7 separate regions of the Mus musculus genome follow, and regions 1, 2, 4, 5, 6 and 7 are each linked to region 3. The links are chromatin contacts, called in public HiChIP or PLAC-seq and promoter capture Hi-C maps. All regions are on one chromosome and are shown on one strand. The core of a region is the stretch at or near the end of the contact, and the rest is flanking DNA. Distances in the headings are between cores, read along the strand shown.

What was found. Promoter capture Hi-C pulls out the DNA fragments that hold promoters and counts their contacts. HiChIP or PLAC-seq counts read pairs in DNA pulled down with a chosen protein or histone mark.
Region 1: a contact with region 3 is called in an H3K27ac HiChIP or PLAC-seq map of thymic regulatory T cells, with 6 times the contacts expected there. The contact joins the enhancer-like site here to the promoter of Usp25 in region 3. A contact is called at or near these places in 3 of 39 promoter capture datasets (cranial neural crest, hippocampal neurons and neutrophils), 2 of 484 Hi-C or Micro-C datasets (LSK cells and myeloid progenitors) and 1 of 115 datasets of contacts at active chromatin or transcription factors (thymic regulatory T cells).
Region 2: a contact with region 3 is called in a promoter capture Hi-C map of neutrophils, with 6 times the contacts expected there. The contact joins the enhancer-like site here to the promoter of Usp25 in region 3. A contact is called at or near these places in 5 of 39 promoter capture datasets (the HPC-7 cell line, HPC-7-derived erythroid cells, cranial neural crest and 2 more) and 1 of 9 other capture datasets (embryonic stem cells).
Region 4: an H3K4me3 HiChIP or PLAC-seq map of pro-B cells shows a contact between it and region 3, with 5 times the contacts expected there. The contact joins the enhancer-like site here to the promoter of Usp25 in region 3. A contact is called at or near these places in 9 of 39 promoter capture datasets (the C10 cell line, the HPC-7 cell line, frontonasal cranial neural crest and 4 more), 1 of 484 Hi-C or Micro-C datasets (myeloid progenitors) and 2 of 115 datasets of contacts at active chromatin or transcription factors (pro-B cells and thymic regulatory T cells).
Region 5: a contact with region 3 is called in an H3K27ac HiChIP or PLAC-seq map of stem cell-derived epiblast-like cells, with 18 times the contacts expected there. The contact joins the promoter of Cxadr here to the promoter of Usp25 in region 3. A contact is called at or near these places in 4 of 39 promoter capture datasets (cranial neural crest, hippocampal neurons, liver and 1 more) and 6 of 115 datasets of contacts at active chromatin or transcription factors (astrocytes, embryonic forebrain, embryonic limb bud and 3 more).
Region 6: a contact with region 3 is called in a promoter capture Hi-C map of liver, with 3 times the contacts expected there. The contact joins the enhancer-like site here to the promoter of Usp25 in region 3. A contact is called at or near these places in 5 of 39 promoter capture datasets (the C10 cell line, frontonasal cranial neural crest, liver and 1 more) and 1 of 115 datasets of contacts at active chromatin or transcription factors (astrocytes).
Region 7: a FOXA1 HiChIP or PLAC-seq map of pancreatic cancer cells shows a contact between it and region 3. The contact joins the enhancer-like site here to the promoter of Usp25 in region 3. A contact is called at or near these places in 8 of 39 promoter capture datasets (the 3T3-L1 cell line, the HPC-7 cell line, HPC-7-derived erythroid cells and 5 more) and 1 of 115 datasets of contacts at active chromatin or transcription factors (pancreatic cancer cells).

The regions. Positions count from the first base shown.
Region 1 is chr16:75,854,450-75,857,670 of GRCm38.p6, reverse strand. No RefSeq gene overlaps it. Among named protein-coding and RNA genes, the nearest start is that of Samsn1, 53 kb to the left of the region's middle. Within about 2 kb of position 1,775, at least 95 of the 459 cell types and tissues checked have an H3K27ac peak or open chromatin away from gene starts, as enhancers often do. A contact at or near this core is called in myeloid progenitors, neutrophils and thymic regulatory T cells, where this site is marked.
Region 2 is chr16:75,836,914-75,840,049 of GRCm38.p6, reverse strand. No RefSeq gene overlaps it. Among named protein-coding and RNA genes, the nearest start is that of Samsn1, 71 kb to the left of the region's middle. Within about 2 kb of position 1,814, at least 29 of the 459 cell types and tissues checked have an H3K27ac peak or open chromatin away from gene starts, as enhancers often do. A contact at or near this core is called in neutrophils, where this site is marked.
Region 3 is chr16:77,012,209-77,015,424 of GRCm38.p6, reverse strand. It overlaps Usp25 (ubiquitin specific peptidase 25), which reads right to left and starts at 1,356. Exons shown (of 24, transcript NM_013918.2): 1 at 1,285-1,356. The coding sequence starts at 1,329.
Region 4 is chr16:75,876,193-75,879,008 of GRCm38.p6, reverse strand. It overlaps Samsn1 (SAM domain, SH3 domain and nuclear localization signals, 1), which reads left to right. Exons shown (of 8, transcript NM_023380.2): 5 at 2,432-2,583. Among named protein-coding and RNA genes, the nearest start is that of Samsn1, 32 kb to the left of the region's middle. Within about 2 kb of position 1,323, at least 87 of the 459 cell types and tissues checked have an H3K27ac peak or open chromatin away from gene starts, as enhancers often do. A contact at or near this core is called in the HPC-7 cell line, myeloid progenitors, pre-B cells and 2 more, where this site is marked.
Region 5 is chr16:78,299,948-78,303,120 of GRCm38.p6, reverse strand. It overlaps Cxadr (coxsackie virus and adenovirus receptor), which reads right to left and starts at 1,450. Exons shown (of 7, transcript NM_001025192.3): 1 at 1,247-1,450. The coding sequence starts at 1,289.
Region 6 is chr16:78,198,817-78,202,052 of GRCm38.p6, reverse strand. No RefSeq gene overlaps it. Among named protein-coding and RNA genes, the nearest start is that of Gm31613, 22 kb to the left of the region's middle. Within about 2 kb of position 1,447, at least 48 of the 459 cell types and tissues checked have an H3K27ac peak or open chromatin away from gene starts, as enhancers often do. A contact at or near this core is called in liver, where this site is marked.
Region 7 is chr16:75,716,252-75,719,150 of GRCm38.p6, reverse strand. No RefSeq gene overlaps it. Among named protein-coding and RNA genes, the nearest start is that of Gm41474, 34 kb to the right of the region's middle. Within about 2 kb of position 1,555, at least 55 of the 459 cell types and tissues checked have an H3K27ac peak or open chromatin away from gene starts, as enhancers often do. A contact at or near this core is called in pancreatic cancer cells, where this site is marked.

The DNA.
Region 1 (3,221 bases), core at 526-3,025, 1.2 Mb after region 3:
TTTAAAGAAAATGTGGAGTTGGAGAGATGGCTCAGTGCTTAAGAGTGCTTGCTCCTCAATCATGAGATACGAGATTGGATCAGGGCAACCAAGCGGGGTGGCTCACAAACATTTGTAAATCCAACTCCAAGGGAGCAGGTGCTCTAGAGATTCCGGCCTTCATGAATATCCTCCCACATACAGACACACACACACAGACACACACACACAAACAGACACACACACACACAGACACATACATACATACATACATACACACACATCTTTAAAAATGAAATAAATAACAGGTAATAAAACTCAGGCAAGGTAAAATATTCTGAATGCTGAGAACAACCCAATAGTTTTAGTCTCCGGCATCTTTAACACACCTAATCTCACCAACATCCCCACATCAAGTGTGTTGCATGTGCATCTCTTTCCTTCCCAGCAAACCCGGTGTTTTCCTGACTGTGGTGACCACTGTTAGCAGACTAGTCTAGAAACTGTTCTTGGACACAGCACAGGCACTAATGTCATTAATTTTTAAACTGCCCTACCCCTACTCTCTCATGTTGTTTAAAAGAACGTAACTTTTTTATGGCAAGGCGAGGAAATTCTAGATTGGAAAGTAACTACAGAATAACAAAACAATGCCAGTCTATTCCTAATGAGTAAAACTTTTTCCCAATTTCTATCCCTTGAAAATGAAAGTTTCATGCCAGTTGAGGATTTAGGGATATTCTAAAGAGGCTTTGGGGAGATACAAGCAAAGAAAGTCTGAGTTCTTACAAAAGGGAGAAAAGAGAAAAGTTAAAAACAAAACAAAACAAAACAAAAACAAAATAAACAAACAAAACTGAAGAAGTGTTAAGTAGCCAGGAGAAAGAGCTGATGAGGACACACCTACAGGAGTGAGTCTGGCATCAGTGTGATCAGTGCCAAAGAGGTCAAATCAGAAGAAAGAGATCAGGTTCTCACCCACTGCCCATACACAGAGCACTGACTGGAGCAACGCAGAAAAGCAAGAAAGACCTTATGCAAAACTCTATGTCCTGCTGCCTTTTCTAGAAGAAAGTCTGGGCTCTTTAAGAGCAGATGAGAAGAGTCAGAAAGCCATGAAGTTAATATTTACAGGATATTCTTATTGGTTCTGAAGGTTCAAACCTGGCAAGTTGCCCAATCACATTCATTACTTAAACTGGTTCAATAAAGGTCTTTTGGACCAAAGAATGTGCATCAGGAAGACAGCAGAATCTAGCTGTTTGAGCTAGTAGTTCCCAGGTAGCTTTATACAGCTGTAAACCCTCTCTAGTATGCAGCGATTAACTTATCCCAGAGGTTTCTGATATTAGCAAATTTAGCTCTGACAGTAGAGAAGGCTAGAGAAAATTTATTCCCATTAAATAAATAAAATGTTCTAATATAACAGCAATATTCAGTCCTTGGGGCTAAATCCTACAGCATGTATATATACGGCAAGAACTGTATCACTCCTGCCCCTCTGTCTCTCTCTGCCTCTCTGCCTCTCTATCTCTCGATGTCTCTCTCTCTGTCTCTCTCTGTCTCTCTCTCTCTCTCTCTCTCTCTCTCTCTCTCTCTGTGTGTGTGTGTGTGTGTGTGTCTTTCTCTCACTGTTTCTGTCTCTTCTTGTCTGTCTGTCTGTCTACATAAGGTTCAGAATGGCCTTATTCTTTGTGATCCCCCTGCCCCTGCCTCCTGAGTTACTAGAATTACAGGCCTGCCCCATCAGATCAAGTTCAGGTTTTTTACTTTGTTTGTTTTTTGATAAATACAAAATTCAGACCATTTCGGTTCTGGTTTTCCATCAACTCTATAACTGATATGTATGAACCTGAACAGTATCTTTAACTAAAGTGTGTTATTAGTGACTTTTTATTTTTTTTAATCAGATTGCTAAGAGAGATCGACGGAAAGAAAACTAAAAAGAGTGCTCAGTAGCTGACTATTAGGTTTCAGTCATGTTCCATTGCACTGAGGTTATAGCTACGTGTTTTGCAACTTCCTGAGTGTGGCAAAATGATGACATTTAATGTTGAGAAATTTCCGCTGTAAGCGTTAGGTTCTGAGAACAATATATGATGACATTTTAGATAACCCCTCCTCTTACGCAGCACTGCTCTATACTGCCACCAAAAGCGCTCCTATCTAAGTAGCATTGAGGCTTCCAATACTCTTGATAGAGGGAGTGGCCCTACTAAATTTATGAAAAGTTTCAGAGATTAGTCAATAAAACCTAGCTAGAGGTTTACTTTGATAGGTGTTTGAGCTGTGGGAAATCAAATAGAACTAACCCTAATTTTGTTCAACCTCCATGTAACTGCGGAATTCCTCTGCACACTCTTTGTGTATGTATGCCTATAAACTAAAGGTTATGGAGTTGAGTCATCTGCTTTCAAGAACTGTGTGACAATATTCAAGCATTTATCACAAAAAGGTGATCTTTTTAAATCTAAAAGTGGTATAAATTATAGGATGTATATATGAAGTACTCAATACAATCCAGGTAGTATTTGTATGAAAGCCACTACAATTTTTATATATACAACTTCATTTCCCCCCACTAAGTTCTAGTCGAAAGATAGAAGCAGTAATCACTGTATAATCATACAGGTATTTACTCATAGTATCTTGAAATTTTTCATACATAAATGGCCTGAGATCTAAAGAACAATTTTGCTGTCCAGAAGCAATGAAAGAGAGTCAGCTCATAGAGAACTCAGCTCATAAGTTTTACCTGACACATTATTTCATTGTTTGCACCTGATCAGTTCAGAAAGACACAATACTGCACTCAGCCTTGGTTCAACACTCTTGGACATGAAAGGAATAATTTTAAGAATGAATTATTAAATATATAAATTATTATTTATTTTAATGAATGAAAAATTAAAATTGGGATTGTTAGTGTCATGGGCCTTGGTTTCTCACAAATGACAGAGCCTCAATTGATTGAGCAATGGGCAACAGAGAATCCCTTAAGAAGGCACTGTTAATGTGAGTATTTGCATATATATGGAGCCTGTGCACATTGGGGCATAAGATTCCATGGGCTATCAAAATGCTAACATGTTACAAAGAATGTATATGGGCTTTCCATTACCCCACTTCCACATCTGCATCATGAAAACTTCTCATGTGTCCATTTGCAACACTTAGTTTTGTTCTGTGTTATATTTTACAAATGTAAAAACTATAAAGGAATGAAAGCTGGGTTTAGCAGA
Region 2 (3,136 bases), core at 565-3,064, 1.2 Mb after region 3:
ACACTGCTCACTGAGGACCAAGTTTCCAGAACATTAATTTTTGGGGGACAACAATTAAACCAGCAGAAGGGGAGAGGAAATGATGTGATCCAAAGGTACAAAGTCTAAGACAAGAGCAAGGGTTCTGTGTTACAAAGTGGTGTATTTACCAAAATTAACTGCAATGAATTGTATATTTCAAAATGACTAGAAGGGCAGATTTTAACATTCTCACCAGAAATGTTGATGAGCTGATGCATATGTTAACTGGTCTGAAATATATGTATGAGGCCCAGCATTATATATCATGCTCTATAAATATAGACTTTTGATTTTTCAATGACAAAATTATAAAGAAATCAATTTAATAAAATCATATTCATAAAGCATTGTGGTGGGTTTATAATAAATAAAGGTGTAACTGTATTATAATATTATAAAGGTAGGAAGGGAAAGGGATTCAGGCTATAGAAGCAAACGTATAATATATACTGCTTAAAATAAGTTAATAGTTATATGGATAATATCCTGCAGTTAAGATATTAACTTTTATTCTCAAAGCAATCATTAAGAAACTATAAAAACAAACAAACACCTCAAAATAATGTTAGGAGACTTTTTCTGAGGAGACCTGAATAAATTTCTGCTTTTCTGAGCTAGGGAATTAATGACAGGGCAAAGTAAAAATTCTACCAATGTCCAATTTGGAGAACCAACAGGTCCATTGGGATTACATACAGCAGTCTAGGTAATGTCCAGATTATTTTTATCTCAACTTGGCACAAGCTAGAGTCATCAGAGAGAGTCATATTTGAAAAACTATCTCTATAAGAAAAGTCTTTTGTTTCCCCCCATATCCACAGGCTCTCTTGTCCCTTTCTTGGTCACCCAAGTAATGTTTGGTATAAGCTTCACCTCGTGGAGCAGGCCCTTAAGTCAGATCAGTATTGGTTGGTTACTTCAATAAGCTTTATGTCACCTTTCCTGAAGCATATCTCACAGGCTGGTCACAGCTGTAGAGCAAAAGTTTTGTGGCTGGCTTTGTGTTTACGTTTCTGTTTTCATAGCACTCAGAATCCTTCCATACCAAAGAAACTAGAGCTAGCAGGGAAGCTCTATGTAGGCACCAGCCTGACTTCTTTGTATAGGTGTTTTCTGCAGCAGTGGTGCCTTGCTACCTATTGCTTTGTCAACAGCTTAGCTTGTTTAGGGATTCCCATGAGATCCGTTTGGCCAACAACTCAATTAGCTATAACACAAATCCAAATACTGAAAGCTTCGTTAGGAGACAAGAGATGTCCTGTTTGGGCTCTGTCTCCCAACTGGAGACAATGGATATTTAAATGTTGTTCAGTCACATGGTGTCTACATTCCATCCCAAGTGAAAATAGACTATAAGGTACAGGAAAAAAATGTACATTACATATCCGCAGGAACATATAAACATTTGATATCACTAAATAAATACAAGTACACCTAGTAGATTCCAACAAGCTACTCCACAATAACAGGGAAAACTCACATTATTAAAAATTAAAGTTAAAAGTTTAAATTAAAAGTGGACAAAATTTTGAACAGATATTTCTACAAAGTGGATATATGAATGACCCGAGAGTTCACAAAAGCACACTAAATAACACTGGACATTAGGGAGATGCAGATCAGAAGGCCATTAAAATGTTACTTCCAATCAGGTGGGACAGCTAGAATTAAAGGAAAAGATGCTGAGCAAGAGGGAAAACTAAAACCTGGATGCGCTGTGATAGGAACGTAGAATGGTGTACATACTTTATCAGTTCCTCCAGAAGAGGTGAAGACAGAGTTTTGAAATGATTCAGCAATTCCAATACCTGGTATTACACAAGATAACTGAAAAAGAAAGTCCCATGACAAAGCATAGTCACACAAGTTCTTAGTAACATTATTCACCTTTGTGAAAATGAAGAACAACCCAAATCTCTATCCACCTATGAATGGGCCAAAATCTTGCAATGGAAAATTACGAAGGCTGTGGAAGGAGTCTGGTACCGGTACTACAAGCAGGTGAACCTTGTAAACACTGTGTTAAGAGAGAGACGCCAGGAATATGATGATGTCATAGACTGTAACTTCTAATTTTAAAAGGCAGACTCTCAGCTGGAAAGATTGCTCAGTGGTTAAGAGCCAGTAGCACTCTTGAGTTCCTTTCCCAGTACCTATGGTTGGTGACTCACAACCATGTGTAAGTCAAGCTCTAGGGCATCTGACACAACTTTCTTGCTCTGATATATACCTATAGTCCTGTAAATGTATCATCACATAACCACCTATACAACCAAAAAAAAATCTTCAAATGATAAATCTTGTATGGTGCTGATTATTTCTCAATAGAACTGTTGCAAAATATTCATGTACTTCAGTTTAATTCAAACAGGATATTTTCTGAGCCTTGGAAAAATTTAAAGCACTTTAAGTTACTGCATTATACAAAAATGGTTGAAATGAATAGCTCTATGCCACTAAATCGTCACACTCTGTCTTGTGTGTCCATTGGAGCCATCCAGGCAGGGAATTTTGAAATCTGTTTAAGTTGATCTAGACAGAATGCAACCTTAGTAGTAGAATTTTTAAAATCTTCATTCTCGTACTTGTAGCAAAGTTGAGATATATGGCTTCTTGGTCATCTTCTGTTTAAATATTTAGTTAATCATTAGAACCCAGTGATTTTACTATGTCACATAAATGTCAACCCCATATATTGAATATATTACACATGAATCTCCAATCTTACCTACCCAAAAGAACTAGGTTATACCATCATCCATCCAGAATCAACTTTCTTCTCCCTCATATTTTACATGCATTCACTCATCCAGTTACAACAGATATCAGTGATGGAATATAGGCAATACATGTATTCTCTTCCCTTTTCCCCCTCTACATCAGTATATATATATACACACACATATACATATATGTGTGTGTGTGTGTGTGTGTGTATACTAATTATATATATGTATATATATATATAAATCAATATCAATAGCACCATAAAAATCGTTCTAATTCCACACTCTATCTTTTCTACTCTGTTCAGAGAGAGATTCTCCAATCCCACTGTGATAATACAACAGTCCAATTTAAGAACCCTTCCTTCCTTGCCTCTTATGTACTTTCT
Region 3 (3,216 bases), core at 107-2,606:
TCTAGGAACAACATACAGAATTGGGAGGCCAACTGTTTTCTTCGTTATTGTTATTCAGTCTTGAATTCTTCTGCCACATTACAAACTACATCACAGTTCACCATAATCGTCTCAATGTGCAAGAAGCATAGACTAAAATAGGCTCCAAAACCAACTTTAACCAAAGTGTCTAAAATAACAATGCACTATCCCTACTTTCCAACATTCTCTGACATCTTTGGTTATCTCAAGGAACATAAAATGCTAAAACTATTTTAATGACAAAAAGAAAAAAACGGGGGGGGGGGGCTGTTTGAAGGTATTGGTCTATTTTTTAGTACAACAGGCCTCACTTTAAAGACAAGCACAGGTAGGCTTTACAGCAAGTACCTAGTGTCAAAACTACAGCAGGGTGTGGCATCCATTACTCACACCGATGAGCCAAAGGAGGCTCTGGCTGTTCACTGTATACCTAATTGCTCCTACAATTAGAATTCAACTAAGCCAACATTTCCCCGGTGCTCAAAATGCTTTTCACACCAATAAGGGGGGAGGGGGGAGGGCAGAACAAGTAATGACCGTCTGCTCTTCAGGACATGGAGCAAGCTATGCTGGAGCTTTTAAAGATTCTTAAAGTAAAACCTAGAACTAGCAAGATACTGTTCGAGAAACAATATGTGATGACCCCCCTAACTCTGCGTGAAACTGATGCTAGAGTAAAGAACGAACAAGAGAGCAAGGTCAAACTTAGGGGACAAAAGATTTGAGTAACAGCCATAAAGGTCTCCTTACGCGCGAGATACTTTCTAGATCCAAGAGAGAATAAAATAAAGAAAAGAAAGAATAACCAACCAAACACTCTACTTGTACAGATTCCACCCTGGGTCGATGCGATGTACCTGCCCTGGAAGACAGGTAATTCGTTTTGGGGAGGTCCGGTTTTTTTTTCCCCAGAACAGCAGGCCTGGCACAATAAGACCTCCGAAAGAGAAACTGTCCAAAAGGGGTGACAAGTGACATTCTTGCAGAAGAAAAGGGACTGGAAAAGGAAGCGAAGGAGAAGAAAGTTTAATTACAAAGCCTGGCAGAGTGAGTACTGGAGGAATGCGGGGGTCACTCTGGGGACGCGGCGCCGTCGGTTCTGGGAGAGCAATCCGCAGAAGGGAGTGGACGCGAAGCCTCTCACTACTGCACACCCCGCTCCGCACGCAGCCCCGCGGGACCGAGCGCGACGCTCCCGGAGTGGCCCGGCCGGCCGGGAGGCCACGCGGCCCGTCGAGGAGCGGCGACCAGCCCGCGCCTCACCTTCTGCGCCGCGCTCTGCTGCAGCACATTCTGCTCCACGGTCATGGCCCCCGCGGCGGCCCCGCCTGTCGCGCTCTACCGGGCCCGGGGCAGCGACGCGGACGGCCCGGGAGGACGGCGCCCCCGCCAGCCGGGCGCGAAGGCGATGGCGGCGGGCGAACGCGGGCCCCGCGGGCAAGCGGCGAGACGCTACCGGAGAGCGCCACCGCGGCCGCCTCAGGTCCTCTGCGCCCCGATCCTCAGCGCCGCTGAGCCGCGGCGGCCCGGCCCATGGGCGCAGGCGACGGAGAGCACGATCAAGCCGGGCCGCGTCACGCGTTCGCACTCAGCTTCGCCTGACCGCTCCGGGGGGACCACTGCGGGCCGGCGGCAAGCGGACGGAGGGAGCGGCCACCCGGAATGGCGCTGTCCTCCGGCCGCCGCGACTCCGCCTCCAGCCCCTCCCTCGCCGCGGTCACCGCCCCCGCCCCGCCCTCCTGCCCCGCCCCCGCTCTGCCCCGCCCCACCCGTCCTAACCCTACATTGTGACCCGCGGGAGCGGAAGGAGGGGCTGTGTTGCTGCCCCGCCCCCTGGTGGGCCCCGCCCTCCGTCTAAGCTCCTCTCAGCGCGCGGGCTGGACGGCCAGAACCGCCCATCCTGCAGGTTACTGTGCACCATTTAAGGCTCTTGCTAAACTCTGACATTGCGACCCCCCGACCCCCAGTCGAGGCTAGAGCCATAGGACGGTATACCAGATCACCTTCCTGTCTAACGGTCTCCAAAACAATCAACGTCCTTCCATACCTGTAATGTCCCAAAACCTGGGCGGGCCCAGAACTCCAGCTATTTCCTATGTCACCCAAGCCTTTCTAGGAATTTCACAAGCCATGAACCTGCTGGAAGAAAAAAGTCAAATAAGCAGAACGCTGTTAGAAGTCCTTCTGGACTGTACTTTTCTCAACTATTCGTTACATACATCAGGACTGACATTCTGTGTTTATTTCATGCACTGGAATGTGTGACAGTCACTGCTAGACTGGGGATTTAAGGTTTATTTACTGAAGAGAATCTAAATGAATAGACATAAGGCAAACAACATTATGAAAGAATCACTGCCTAGATGATGCATAATTCTAATATCCCTGTTGCCAAATTAAACAAACGATTAACTACCGTATGTGGAATAGTCTACTGTAAACGGAATTGGAGGAAAAGCCTAACAGTAAGTAAGAAACCTGGAAGTAAAATATCTTCAATTGCACCAGCTAAACTAGGGACAGAGTAAGACCGAGACCCAGGGGAGGGTAGATTAATGAGCACAGGGTTACAAATACAATAATACAGTGCACATACAAGTTAGACTGTAATTTAATCCACGGCAAGAAAAGCAGGCTTGGTAAAGAATCCAAGAAATACCAGGTCTTATATCATCATAATAACTCGGAAAAAGTCTTGTAATAACTCTTTGTACTTTATAACCACATCTAATCTTCCTTTGGGATGTCTTCAACCCTCTTTTGTGATTCCTTCCTTGTATTTGTCATGTTCGTTTGACAAATTTTAAATTTTGACTTCATTCATGGTCCTAAATCCTTGACTACAAAGGTTGTGAAATGATTGGAGGTGAGGAATTTTATGGATACTGCAAGAATTCCAGAGCACATGCTGTTTATGAGAACACAGACCCGGAGAGCACGTGTCTGAGAATGGACCTCAGAGCTACGTTTCCACAGTTAGAGACCTCAGCGCTGTAACTTCTCATTCACAGAGTAGCTTTGTGATTCTCCACAGGGGAGAGAGTTTTACAAGGTCATTTTCTTCCATTCAAAAGTACAAAAATTACCTGAGATTTGAGATACTGCTCACTAGTAGTAAGCATGGAAGCACATAGCTACACATTTGATCTTCAGGACCACTGCTTTTAAAAAGTTAAAAATTAATGTGAAAAAACT
Region 4 (2,816 bases), core at 74-2,573, 1.1 Mb after region 3:
TATCAAATTAGAAACAAAGATCCAGATACATGACAATAGAGAAGTTGGAAAGGTTAGAGCCTTGACTATACATGGACTTACTAGTGATTGTGATACATAGCACAACATATTTCTGATGCTATAGCCTACAGGGATCTGGTGCAATGCCTCAAAAAGTTCATCTATCTATTTATTTATTTATTAGATATTTTCTTTATATACATTTCAAATGCTATCCCGAAAGTTCCCTATACCCTCCCTCTGCCCTGTGGAACAACAATATGAAATAACCAGTAGCCTCAAAAAGTTCTTTTAGGTAACAAAGTCTGATATAAAACTTTTATGCTCTGAAGAACGTAGTGTTATCTTGATTCAAAAGACATAACATTATTTGAAATAGAGAAGTAGACGACTATTCTTTATTTTTCTCCCATGGGCCTTCTTTGATTGTTTTCTTTTTCTTTTTGTCCTTTCTTTCCTCCCTCTCTCATTCCCCCACTCATTTCTGTCTGTCTGTCTGTCTTTCTTTTTGTCTTTTTTTCTGCCTGTCTTTCTCTCTCTATTTGTTCTTTCTTTCTTTCTTCCTTCCTTTCTTCCTTCCTTCCTTTCTTTCTTTCTTTCTTTCTTTCTTTCTTTCTTTCTTTCTTTCTTTCTTTCTTTCTTCCTTCCTTTTTTTTTTTTTCAAAACAGGGTTTCTCTGTGTAGCCCTAGCTGTCCTGGAACTCACTCTGTAGAGCAGGCTGGCCTCAAACTAAGAAATCTGCCTGCCTTTGCCTCCCAAGTGCTGGGATTAAAGGTTTGTGCCACCACTGCCCAGCCCTTCCTTCTTTTCTTCCTTCCTTTCTTTCTTTCCTTCTTTCTTTCTTTCTTTCTTTCTTTCTTTCTTTCGTTTCTTTCCTTCTTTCTTTCTTTCTTTTCCTACTTTTCTGCAAAGTGCAGGACATTTGCCTTAATTCTGTCGTTTCCATTTACTGTTAGTAAGTAGAGACTGGTGCAGTGAATAATACTGTGTGATAGATACGTCGCCAGTGGGGTGGGAAAGGAGATTAGCAGGAACTATAAGTGTGGAATCAACACTGCTATTGGTCTAAGAAGGACATTACTTAACATCAGTTACATTTTATGCTACAACAGTTACAAGAAACTACTGATAGTGCTGGTGCCTCATATATTTTATATAAGTAAACTGTTATCTTTGCTCCAGTCCAGTATCTTCAGGACTTTCAAATGTCTCTGCAAAGATTATTTTCCAGTTGTTTTTAAATCAAGTACTTCTGTTATTCAAAGATGACTCACAAAGAACAGATGTTTTGAATATTCTCAATTTTCTTCATATTAGCTATACAATAGCTATTTTGTTGTAAAAAGCTAATGCTGACACATTTTAAGGATGCAGTGTGTGTGTCATTCAGATTTCATAAGTATCCAGTTCTGCTAGAAGTTTTCAAATTCAAGGTTGTGATACTGAATGTGAGAAGAATTATATGATTCCAACATACCATGCAAAGCCAGCACCCGTACACTAATCCAGAAGGGAGGTGTGGGGAGATAGTGTTTCACTCACATGCTACATTTCTATTCACACCCAATGTGGAACTTACAGGACTTTTGCCTTATTTCAAAATCCACGGCAGTGAAACTGCCGCTCTTGCCTCCTTGAGCAGCAAAAGGTCAACCTGAAAGAGGAAGTGAGGAGCCTGTGAGTGTGGGAGAAACAGCCAGGCACTTTCACTGCCAACAGCTGTGACACTACAGAAGGGAAGCAAAATGGAGCAAGATGGAATGCTCTCTGTGTTTGCTTTGCTCACTTTTTATTTTTCTCAAGTGAAGTTCAAGATCAGAAGGGAAGGGAGACCAGAAAATAAGCACCCAGACAGTTTGGAGGTTCACACATGTGGGCAACTCTCCTCTCCACCCCTGTGGCAAACAAAAGTATCACACAAAGATGTTTATAGGCAAAGATGTTTCTTTCATATGGTCTTTGGCACACAGTAAGAATTCTTGGAAAGACTTTTTAATCACAATTACATAAGTTGTATGGAACTCTGAAATGTCATGTGTTGATTACTTATGATCAATAACAACACAAAATGATTAAACTGTTTCTATTGAATTCTTTCATAGTTTCCAACTCGGAAATTATCTGTCAAGGTCAAAGTTTGAATCTATTCTTTGCTCCAACTTAGCAAGTGGAGCATTGATTGTTTAATGCCCTTTAAGGCAGATCAGATCCAAATGAGGAGATATTTTGAAATGAGATGGTATTGGAATAAGGACTATCTAGAGTATTCAGACTGGCAAGAAAGCATCAAACCTAGCTTACAAGACAGGGTTTCCGAAGGGATGTGACTGAGAACTGCATAAGGCTGGCATCCGTTGCTCCAGTTTGAGGTAATGGTACAGGAAGCTAAAAGCCTTGGAAGCTACAAACTGTTAACCTTTACTTTGTCAGGTGGAATAACAAGCTGTTCAGATGGAACAAGTAATCGGGACAGCTTCCGACTGGATGATGACAGCCCCTACTCAGGGCCATTCTGTGGCCGGGCCAAAGTGCACACAGACTTCACGCCAAGTCCCTATGACACCGACTCCCTTAAAATCAAGGTGGGCCAACATTACATATGCTTCCTGGTTTATCAAACACTAGTTGCATGATAGATTTTAGGGACTAACAGAAGTTGCCAGTAAAGATGTATGTTCTTTCGATACAGTAAGTTGGACTAGCTCATAGCAGGAAGAGTTTGAACTTAGTATGAACTAGGGTGTAAATCTCCTATCGACTGTGGCTGTTAGCATTAGAGAATACAAATTCTGCACTGTTTTGAACTCTGCAGCTC
Region 5 (3,173 bases), core at 201-2,700, 1.3 Mb before region 3:
CGACCCTTCCTGTTTTTCACAAGATTTAATTTCGAAATTTCAGCCAAGCCTAAAAGATCTGTATCCAAAAAAAAAGGTGGAGGTGGAGGCGGTGTGGTAGCCTCAGCTCCACAGATTAGACTTGTTAATAGAATGTTGATCCCATGAGTAATGTCCACAGCTGTGGCATCCAACAATGGAATTAACATTTCAGCAGGAAGCAGAGAGAGCCATCCCAGTAGAGCTGAGGCAGATCCAACAACCTTCCCAACTCCCGCAATCCTAAGCAATCCTCTTCGGAGGCTACGGTGTGTGTGCGCGTGCGTGCTTCCCAGAGTTGAACGTGTAAATCTTTTACATGACTCACTTGGCTCGAAAATTCCTCCAATTGCTTAGTATTAGGAAATGAGACCGACTTGTTAAAAACACACTTAGAAAAAGATTAATTTCTAAGTGCTAGAATGCGTATGCGTCCTGGGGTCCAGGCATTTTTTTTTTAATGCCTTATTTCCTGAAAGAGACGCTCTGCAGCTGAAAGATGTACTGGGCGATTTCTACCACCACACGCCTCACCACCTGAACGTCAATCATCATACAAAAAAAAAAAAAAAAAATCAACTTATTACAAACCCGGGCTAACTCCTCCCCAACAGCGATTTCAGACCTTCGGCTCCTAATACCTCGTCTCGGAGCTGCTGGGTCGAGCTAGCCTGTTCTTTGAGACTAAAAACCAGCAGCTTCGGTGCTTCTTTCCTAAAGGTAGCCAGGGCGACTGACACCGAACGGCTCAGTCTTCTCTCAAATAATGGCGTTGGTAATTCAGCCTCCCCGGCTTGGACTACCCGATACCTAAAAACTCGCAGCCCGGAGCTTGGAAATCGGGGAAGGCTGGCGGCACACAACACCCAGGCAGACGCGGGAAACAGACAAGGGCAGATAAAGCCAAATGGTCCCCAGGGTAAGCTGCCCTGGAGGCGCGCCCCACACGCCCCTGGGCGAGCCTCCGCCACCGCCACCGGACGATCGGGTCCCCGCTCCGCTGCCTCCCAGACGCCTCACGCCCCCTGCGCCGCTCCCGGGGACCGATGCATTCTCCGGGCTGGCGCGCGTGGTCCGGGGCAGATCACCCTGTGCATGGGTGCCCATCCGCCACTACCACGGCAGCGCCCCCCAAATTGAGCCGCCCCCTCCCCCCACGCCCCATTGTTCCCGGGAGGCCGCGAGCTGGGAGCGCAAGCGACTGGGACGGAGAGGTGCCGCAACTCACCCGCGATCCCGCACAAGAGCACGAAGCACAGTAGGCGCGCCATGGTAGCTGCCGGCCGGGTCGTGGCTTGCAGGTAAACGATCTCGGCTGGGAGCCCTGGTTTTCCCAGAGCCTGGTACACTCCCGACTGGCTCCCGGCGGTGGCAGCAGCGAAGGCACCTCTGCGCCCCGCCCCAGCTCGGCAGGTGAACGCGTCACTTCCGGCAGCACCCGGGAGCCCCTAAGCAAGAGCCCACAGTGTTGGCGCCCTGGGGTTGCCATGGAAACTGGGATCAGCCCGCGTCCCACCCCCCCTCCCCACCCCCACTCCCCTCTAAGGAACCTTCCAGTCCCAGCGGTCTTGCGCGCTGTACACCTGCTTGCGCTAGCAGCCACCTCCAGCTCTCCCGACTCCTGGTTAAATCGCTTTGTGAGCTGGGAAGCAGCGAGCCAGTCTCACTGCTGAAACAGTCACGCCCTCCTCCCCAGAGCCCAGCTCCAGGCCGGAATTGCTCCCTCTCCCTAAACCTTGAGCTAGGTTTCTTTCGACACACCACTAGCCAGCAGTCACCGCATCCTGTGGTCAGGGGTGGGGACCTCCTGGCACCCGTGTTTCCAAGGGCGATCAGAGAGCCCCGCCAATATCTTGCCTTCTTTTTGAATGGCTAGGTTCCTATTGAAGGCTCAGGAGAGGCTTTTCTTCCGCCCCTGTATACACTAGACCTATAAATTGAGGCGGCAGGTTTAACAAATACTTGGGGCTTTTCTCCTCCTTGCGATTATGAGTCGTTCCAGCCCTGAAGTTAGCCCACAGGGACAAAAGAACTTTAAAAGTGGGACCGGTTGGGGATGGCTAAGTGAACGGGAGTGGCTCTTGGAAATTAGGAATTTGAAAAGCCAGTGCAATCCCGCCCTGCAGCTCTCCCAAGCTGTTATCCTCAGACTTGCCTTTGCTAACTATTCTTGGTTGCTCTTCCCAGATTTTTTTTTTAACTGTTAGAAATGTTGAAATTCACAAGAGCCCCATATTAGGAGGTAGAAAACAGAAGAAACCAGCGTAATGGCCAAGAGTTAGGGGTCTTGGTGGGCAAGTTATTTAGAAGTGAAAGTGAAATCGTGCATTAAAAAAAAAAATGCTTGGTAGGTCCAGAGATGGCTCAACAGTTAAGAGCAATGGCTGCTCATCCACAGGTCCCGAGTTCAACTCCCAGCAACCACATAGTGGCTGGCTCACAACCATCTGTAATGGGATCAAGTACCCTCTTCTGGTATATCTGAAGACAGCGACAGTGTATTCAAATATATAAAAATAAATAAATCTTTTTTAAAAAATGCTTGCCCCCCCCCCCACAGAGCACATAGTGCTCAGCAAGTAGGGACTAATAAAGGAATATTGGGAATGCCTTGTTGCTTGTTGAACCAGAGAAAAGAGAGAAGGCAGGTGTAGGGGGTGATAGGGATGTCCCCACAGGCTCATATATTTAAATGCTTAATCACTATTTGGAAGGATTAGAAGGATTGGGTACTGCAGCCTTTTGGAGTAGGTGTGGCCTTGTTGGAGGAGGTGAATCCCTGGGGGCAGGCTTAGAGGTTTCAAAACACCCATAAGATCCTGGCTCTCTCTTGCCTCTTCCCACCTCCTCTCCTTTCCGATCAAGATGAGGCTCTCAGCTTCATCTGCCTCATACCTGCATCATTGCCTGTCTGCATGCTCCCTGCATGATAATTATGGACTGAAAACGGTAGGCAAGTCTCCAATTAAATGCCCTATTTTGTAAGAGCTGCCTTTGCCGTGGTGTCTATTCATAGTAACAGAACAATAACTGGGACAGAAGAATAACCAGACTTAAGGCTACAGGCTCCTACGGGGGAGGGAAAAGAGTAGAGTCCAAGCAGAGGTGCGCTACCCTGCTAAAGAGCTTAAAGCGTTGGCTAATTCAGTCAAGCA
Region 6 (3,236 bases), core at 198-2,697, 1.2 Mb before region 3:
AGCTACACGCTACACACTGTGCGAGGGAACATGGCATCTGAAGCTTTCTTTTTGGAATTTGAGAGGGAGCTGGGCAATGACTCGGTGGGTAAAGTGCTTGCCACACACCTATGAGGATTGGAGTTCAGATTCCAAGCAACCAAGTAAATGCCAGGCAGGCGTGGCATCCTGCGTACAGTTCCAGCATGTGGGAGACAGAGGCAGAGAACATACTGGCTAGTTACATTAGCTCGAAGGGCAGGCTTCAGGTTCAAGGGAGAGATCCCGTCTCAGTATATAACATGAACAGAGAGCAAGGATGCCTAATGTTAAACTCTAGCTTCTACACACATGCCAACACGGGTTCTCTACACACATGGACATAAGTGAGCACATGTTCATATGTGTGACCACATGCACACATGTAGCCCAAGATTAAAAATAGAAGGTTCAGTGAACGACTAATAGTGGCACAAAGAGAGAAAGACAAATGGTAAAAAAAAAAAAAAAAAAAAAAAAAAACATACGTAGAAAAAGGGGGGGGGTAGCCTTTGGGGATAGGAATAAAAAGGATGCAACAGTTCATTGTTCCAACTTCGGGATTTGTATGGGAGTTATTTGAAGTTATGTTGGTTTTAGAAAGCATGGGACGCTGAAGTGCTGCAGGCTTGACGCATGTGGCCATCAGTTAGTACCATGTCAGGATTATGACTGGGCACACGAGAAAAAAGGTACATATCTATCTCTATATATGCTGGAGACATTTGTCACGTGATCCCTGGTGTCTTTGTCATGCACACACACACACACATATATATGTACACACACATGTGTACACACACACACACACACACACACACACACACTGGAGCTTCCCAGTCGTCTCTATAGTGTCACATGATCCCTGGTGTCTTTGTCATATATATATATATATACACACACACACATACACACACACACATATATGTACACACACATGTGTATACACACACACACACACACACACACACTGGAGCTTCCCAGTCGTCTCTATAGTGTCACGTGACCCCTGGTGTCTTTGTCATGCACACACACACACACACACACACACACACACATATGTACACACATGTGTACACACACACACACACACACACATACACACACGCGCGCGCACACACACTGGAGCTTCCCAGTCGTCTCTATAGTGTCACATGACAGGGCAGAAGCCATCAGTGTCCTCAGGGTGCTAGAGAGCTTGCTCTTTTGCATGTAGACTCATTGAACATCTACGTCTAGAATCAGCAGGAAGCCCACGCTTTCTTCTGTACATGAAGCTACCTGCCAGTGTGGATTATGGGGAGGGACAGAAAGCCTACTAATGAAGGTTTTAGTAAAGTGACCCAGTTTGTTTGGAGCCCCCACATTCTCTGGTGACACGAATCTGGCCCCTCCCTCATATCTTCTGTGACGTGAGTGCATATGTTTCTAGTTGGGTTTGTCTGTTCCAAGCTGTTAGGAGAGCACAGAATGCCGACATCTGAGTCACTTTACCACTGGCTTCTTATTATTTTCACAGTACCAAGAATTTGGTATTGTTTTGGTATTTTGTGGACAGTAATCTTTAACCACTTCCTCTGTTCCTTTCGTGTTTGTGAGCTTATAACTTAAAATAATTTTTCTTACTGAAATTAGTTCCAGGCAAGTACAAAAAGAAACGTGTTTCATTTTATCTGCCGCAAATATTTGCCCTTCTTACTAAAGATTAACTTTCTCTGAGTAAGGAAGTAACGGCCATGTGATCATTTGGTGGAGGCTCGAAGCCCGCACTAAAACGCCTTATGCTAGAAAAGAAAAAGAGAAGTTATGAAAAAGATTAAGTGAGGCACAATTTTGTTGGTTGGTGATTCTTTTCATTTTTATCTTTTGAGCTTTTTGCACAGTCAGGGGCCAAACTCAGAGTCTCACACCTGAATTTTTAAAGCTAAAGTTTTAAACTGATTTATTTTTTTCCCCCTCCTTGAATGGCTTTTCCTCCATATTCAGCTGTTTTGGGGTTGACATTGATGCTGGGCTCAGCACTTTGGAAGCAGAAAGATTCTGGATTTGAGGCTAGCGTAGAGTTGATATTGATACCCTGGAGGAAAAGGAAGTAAAGCAGACAGGGGTAGAAGGCTCCTCTGTTTCCACAGATAGAAACAGCCTCCTCATTTATAATTTTCCTAATCAACTATCTACTATCTATCTATTATATCTCTCTCCATCCATCCATCCATCCATCCATCCATCCATCCATCCATCTACCCATCCATCATCTACGCATTTCTTTCTTACATTTTTTTAATTTATTGATTGATTTACTTCTGCATGGGTGTTTGTGTGTCAATGAGCAAGCTGGCTAGCTAGGTAGATTACTTCAGTCACCAAACTCTGGGCTCAAGTGAGAAACTCTGCCTCCTTATAGAAGGTGGAAAACAATCAAGGAAGACGCTGGCCATCAACTTCTGGCCTCCATGTGTGCATCTGTACACGCACCTGTGTGTGCTCGTGTGCATGGGGTGTGGGGTGTGGGGTGTGGGGTGTGGGGTGTGAGTCTCTCTTCCTGTCATGTGTCCCCGGATTGAATTCAGATCAGGCTTCGTGATAAGTACCAGCTGAAGGTACTCGCTCTCTCGCTCTGTCTCTCTCTCAACGTCTGTCTGTCTCAACACTACTTTAATTTGCCACTGAGTGTTCTTAAAATTACTACAAAAACCGGAAGCCTGATTTGGCATAGGGTTCTCAGTTTTGGAAGAGAAAAAAGAAAAATCTAACAGAATTTTAGGTAACTGCGAAATTTCATGAGAATATAATCCTTATTAGTAGCATTAAACTCAGCCCGCAAGTAACAGATTACTGTGTTTTCACAGCCCACTTTGTGTTGATCGTCTTTACGTTCCTTTCCGCCCCGCCCCACCCTTCTATTCCCAGTAGCCCCCTCAGAATGCTGCATTAACTTTCAACCTTCATTTTTTGTCTTTGAGCAAAAGGCGATCACGTCAATTTCCAAATGGCTTAGTAGTTTCATAGGCGTTATTTTGGGAGCTCAGTGGGCAACGTGGCTTTTTTTTGAGAGAGAACAGCGACATCTCTTGGCCGTCACGGGTACTGCGCGTTCAGGGGAGGTTGCAAATTGCACCTCATTGGGTTCTCCGAAGACATACATCTGTGAGGCGAAGTTTTCAGTGGTTGTTGTGGTCGAAAGCAGAGCCCACACGAAAACATCCGAGAGTCAGGAA
Region 7 (2,899 bases), core at 306-2,805, 1.3 Mb after region 3:
TCCATCATGGGCATATTCTTGGCTCAATTGACTTATTTCTTGAGGTGTGTATGGTCTAATTTCTATTTGCTTCTCATCTCTATTACCAAATAATATGAATCATCTAGATATATTAACCTTCCAAGATGTCACTGTGAGGGATATGGCTGTCTTGCCTAGGTCCGGGGTTAGAGTAACATCTTTAATGGGATTGTTTGCCAGCCCCTCCATTTCTTAGTTATATTAGCTGTCTTTATCTATGTCCACTATGGTTTTCATAAGTATTGCTGGGACTTCTTTACTAGCCGTGTGCTCTAGCAGTGGCTCTACTACTTGTGGATTTGTTAGAGGTACCTCAATCTTCACTTCCTTAAACCCAAGTTTCTTTTGGTTGTTCCAAACCATTTTCTCTCTGTGGATCTGTGGCATCTGAACTCCCTTCCGTGGTTTTGAAGCCACTAACTAGTTCCTTCATTCTGATGTTAATATATATGCTAGGGAGTATAGAGATTTAATAGTTTTCTTTTTTTATATACTACCCAAAGTGAATTTGGGGGTAGCTTTCTTACTACTTTTTCCAATAATTTATCTGCCCTTCTCATGAGGCATTTGGCTAGGCATTCTCGGATGGGTTTTCCTGTACCTTCCCCTCTTCCTGCTACATAGGCAGCAGTTGGCATCCAGGTGCTGGTAATATTCTTTCCCTGCACCTTTCACTCTCTCTACCTCGAATGCAGCAGTTGGGATCAGAGTATTGGTGATCAGCTAATGATGAGGTCCTTCAACCTGCACCCTGGCTCTTCCTACCACCTCAGCAGCAGTTGGCTTCAACAGCAGTAGGCTTTGGGGTGGTGATCCCTTCTTTCACTTTCTTCCTTACAGCTCTGGCTAGTTCTGCACCTGGGCTGTAATTAATTTTGTACAACCAGAGGCCATTACCAATTTGGTGAAACTTAGAATAATTGGGACTACTATGGTCCTTAGAGGGTCCAGTTTCCTTCTCAGGATTTTGCCTTATGGTAAAATGATGCCAACTATGCCAACTGTCATGATCCATGACCAGCTTAAGGCTGGGAAGGAGAGACAGAGTCCAGATAATGTTTGATCTCAAGGGTTATTCACTACAATGGCAAGTATCAGTTCACAACACATGCATAGAGTGCCTGACTCAGAAGGAAGTGGCGGAGAGACTCACAAGCAAGGCTGGCTCATCACCACAATGACTAATGTCAGTTTACAACACGTGCATGGGGTATTTGAGCAATGAGCAAGTGGCCTAAAGGCTTGCACTCAAACTGTCCCTTACTCAGAGTGTCCCAGGTGGCAGCTTTTTCCTCTGGATCCTCTCATCTCCATGCAGCCAGGGTGGCAGTCAGTTTTCCTCTGGTCAGAGAGCCAGATAGTATGACAATCTTCACTGTGGAAGTATCAAGGTTTCCTCCTGCCTGCTGTGAGCTTCTGTTTTTATTAGCTACAAGGGGCAGTCACTCCCTAGCCTTACATCATTACATAGCACTTCATTTTTATTTGCTCTCCACTGAGCTGACATGAGCTGGAGAGCTGCTGTGAGCTGGCTGCTCATGCAACTCTTATCTACTACACACAGCTGACATGAGCTAGCTGCTCCTTTCTGTGACATCCAACTCAGCCCTGTTCTAATTTTTTTTTTATTAACATGCTGTCTACATAAGAAAATTAAGTTGTCTCACTGAGCTAGGCTTTATATTCTTTTTAACCTAAGATTATGCCTCTGATGCCATTATTGGTATAATATTAGACAAGTAAAATGGTCAGATGATAGGAACAAAAAAAGTATTGTATTGATCCACACTTTAAAGATATGTCGTTTTCAAATTTGTTTGTAGGAAAAAGTCTGACCTAAGAGATCCATGAACTAATATGAAATTCAATGTAATCCACCATAGAAAGAAACATGGAAAAAAAAACCTACATGATAATCTCAGTAGGTGCTGAAGAAGCCTTTAACAAAATATCACACCTCTTCATGATAAAAGTCTTGGAGAGATCAGGCATACAGTCTCCTTATCCAAACACAATACATAAAGGCACTACATAGCAAGCCAATAGCCAATGTCAAATTAAATGGACAGAAACAAAACAATTCCACTAAAATCGAGACTGTTCACTCTTTCCATATTTATTCAGTACTTGGAGTTTTAGCAAGAGTTATAATAGAACTTAAGATATCAAGAGGATACAAATTGGAAAGGAAAAAAATCAATATATTGGTATTTGCAGATGATATGATAGTATAAATAAGTAACCCCCAGAATTCTACCAAAGAATCAGAGAACTCCCATAACTGATACCTATTGAACTATACAATTTTAAGTGCTTTATAATAAACACAATGAAGAAATCTCTACAGGCAAGAGGATGCATGGACAAATACTTTACCCTTTCTTCATTCACCATACACATATGTGATTGCTGAAGATTCGTTACAGACAGGGTTTGTTCAAAATCCAGGTAGTTCCACAAGTCATTCTATTTTATGTTCCTTATTATTCTAAATCAGTGATTGTCAAACTGAATTAATACGGAATTAGAAATTCAGATACTAAGGATTGTGAACATATGACTTCTTTAACCATTTCAATGTATTCTTAATTATATCTTTGGGGATTTTACATTCTTATACATTAATTAAAGATTACCTGAAAATTATCTAAAACTTTGCAAATATTATCTATACTAACATACTCCCCTATATTTCTATGAACTACAAATATTATCATCTTTAGATATGTTATTCTGTGGGATAAGTGGACTGGTAAGGTTGAATGAGACCAAACCTGGTGAATCTCAGATTTGAGAACAGTAGGAGTGGGGCCAACTCCCTGCCTAACTCTACTCCCTCTGGAACATGTAACCACAGCGCCCCACTGAGAGAACCATG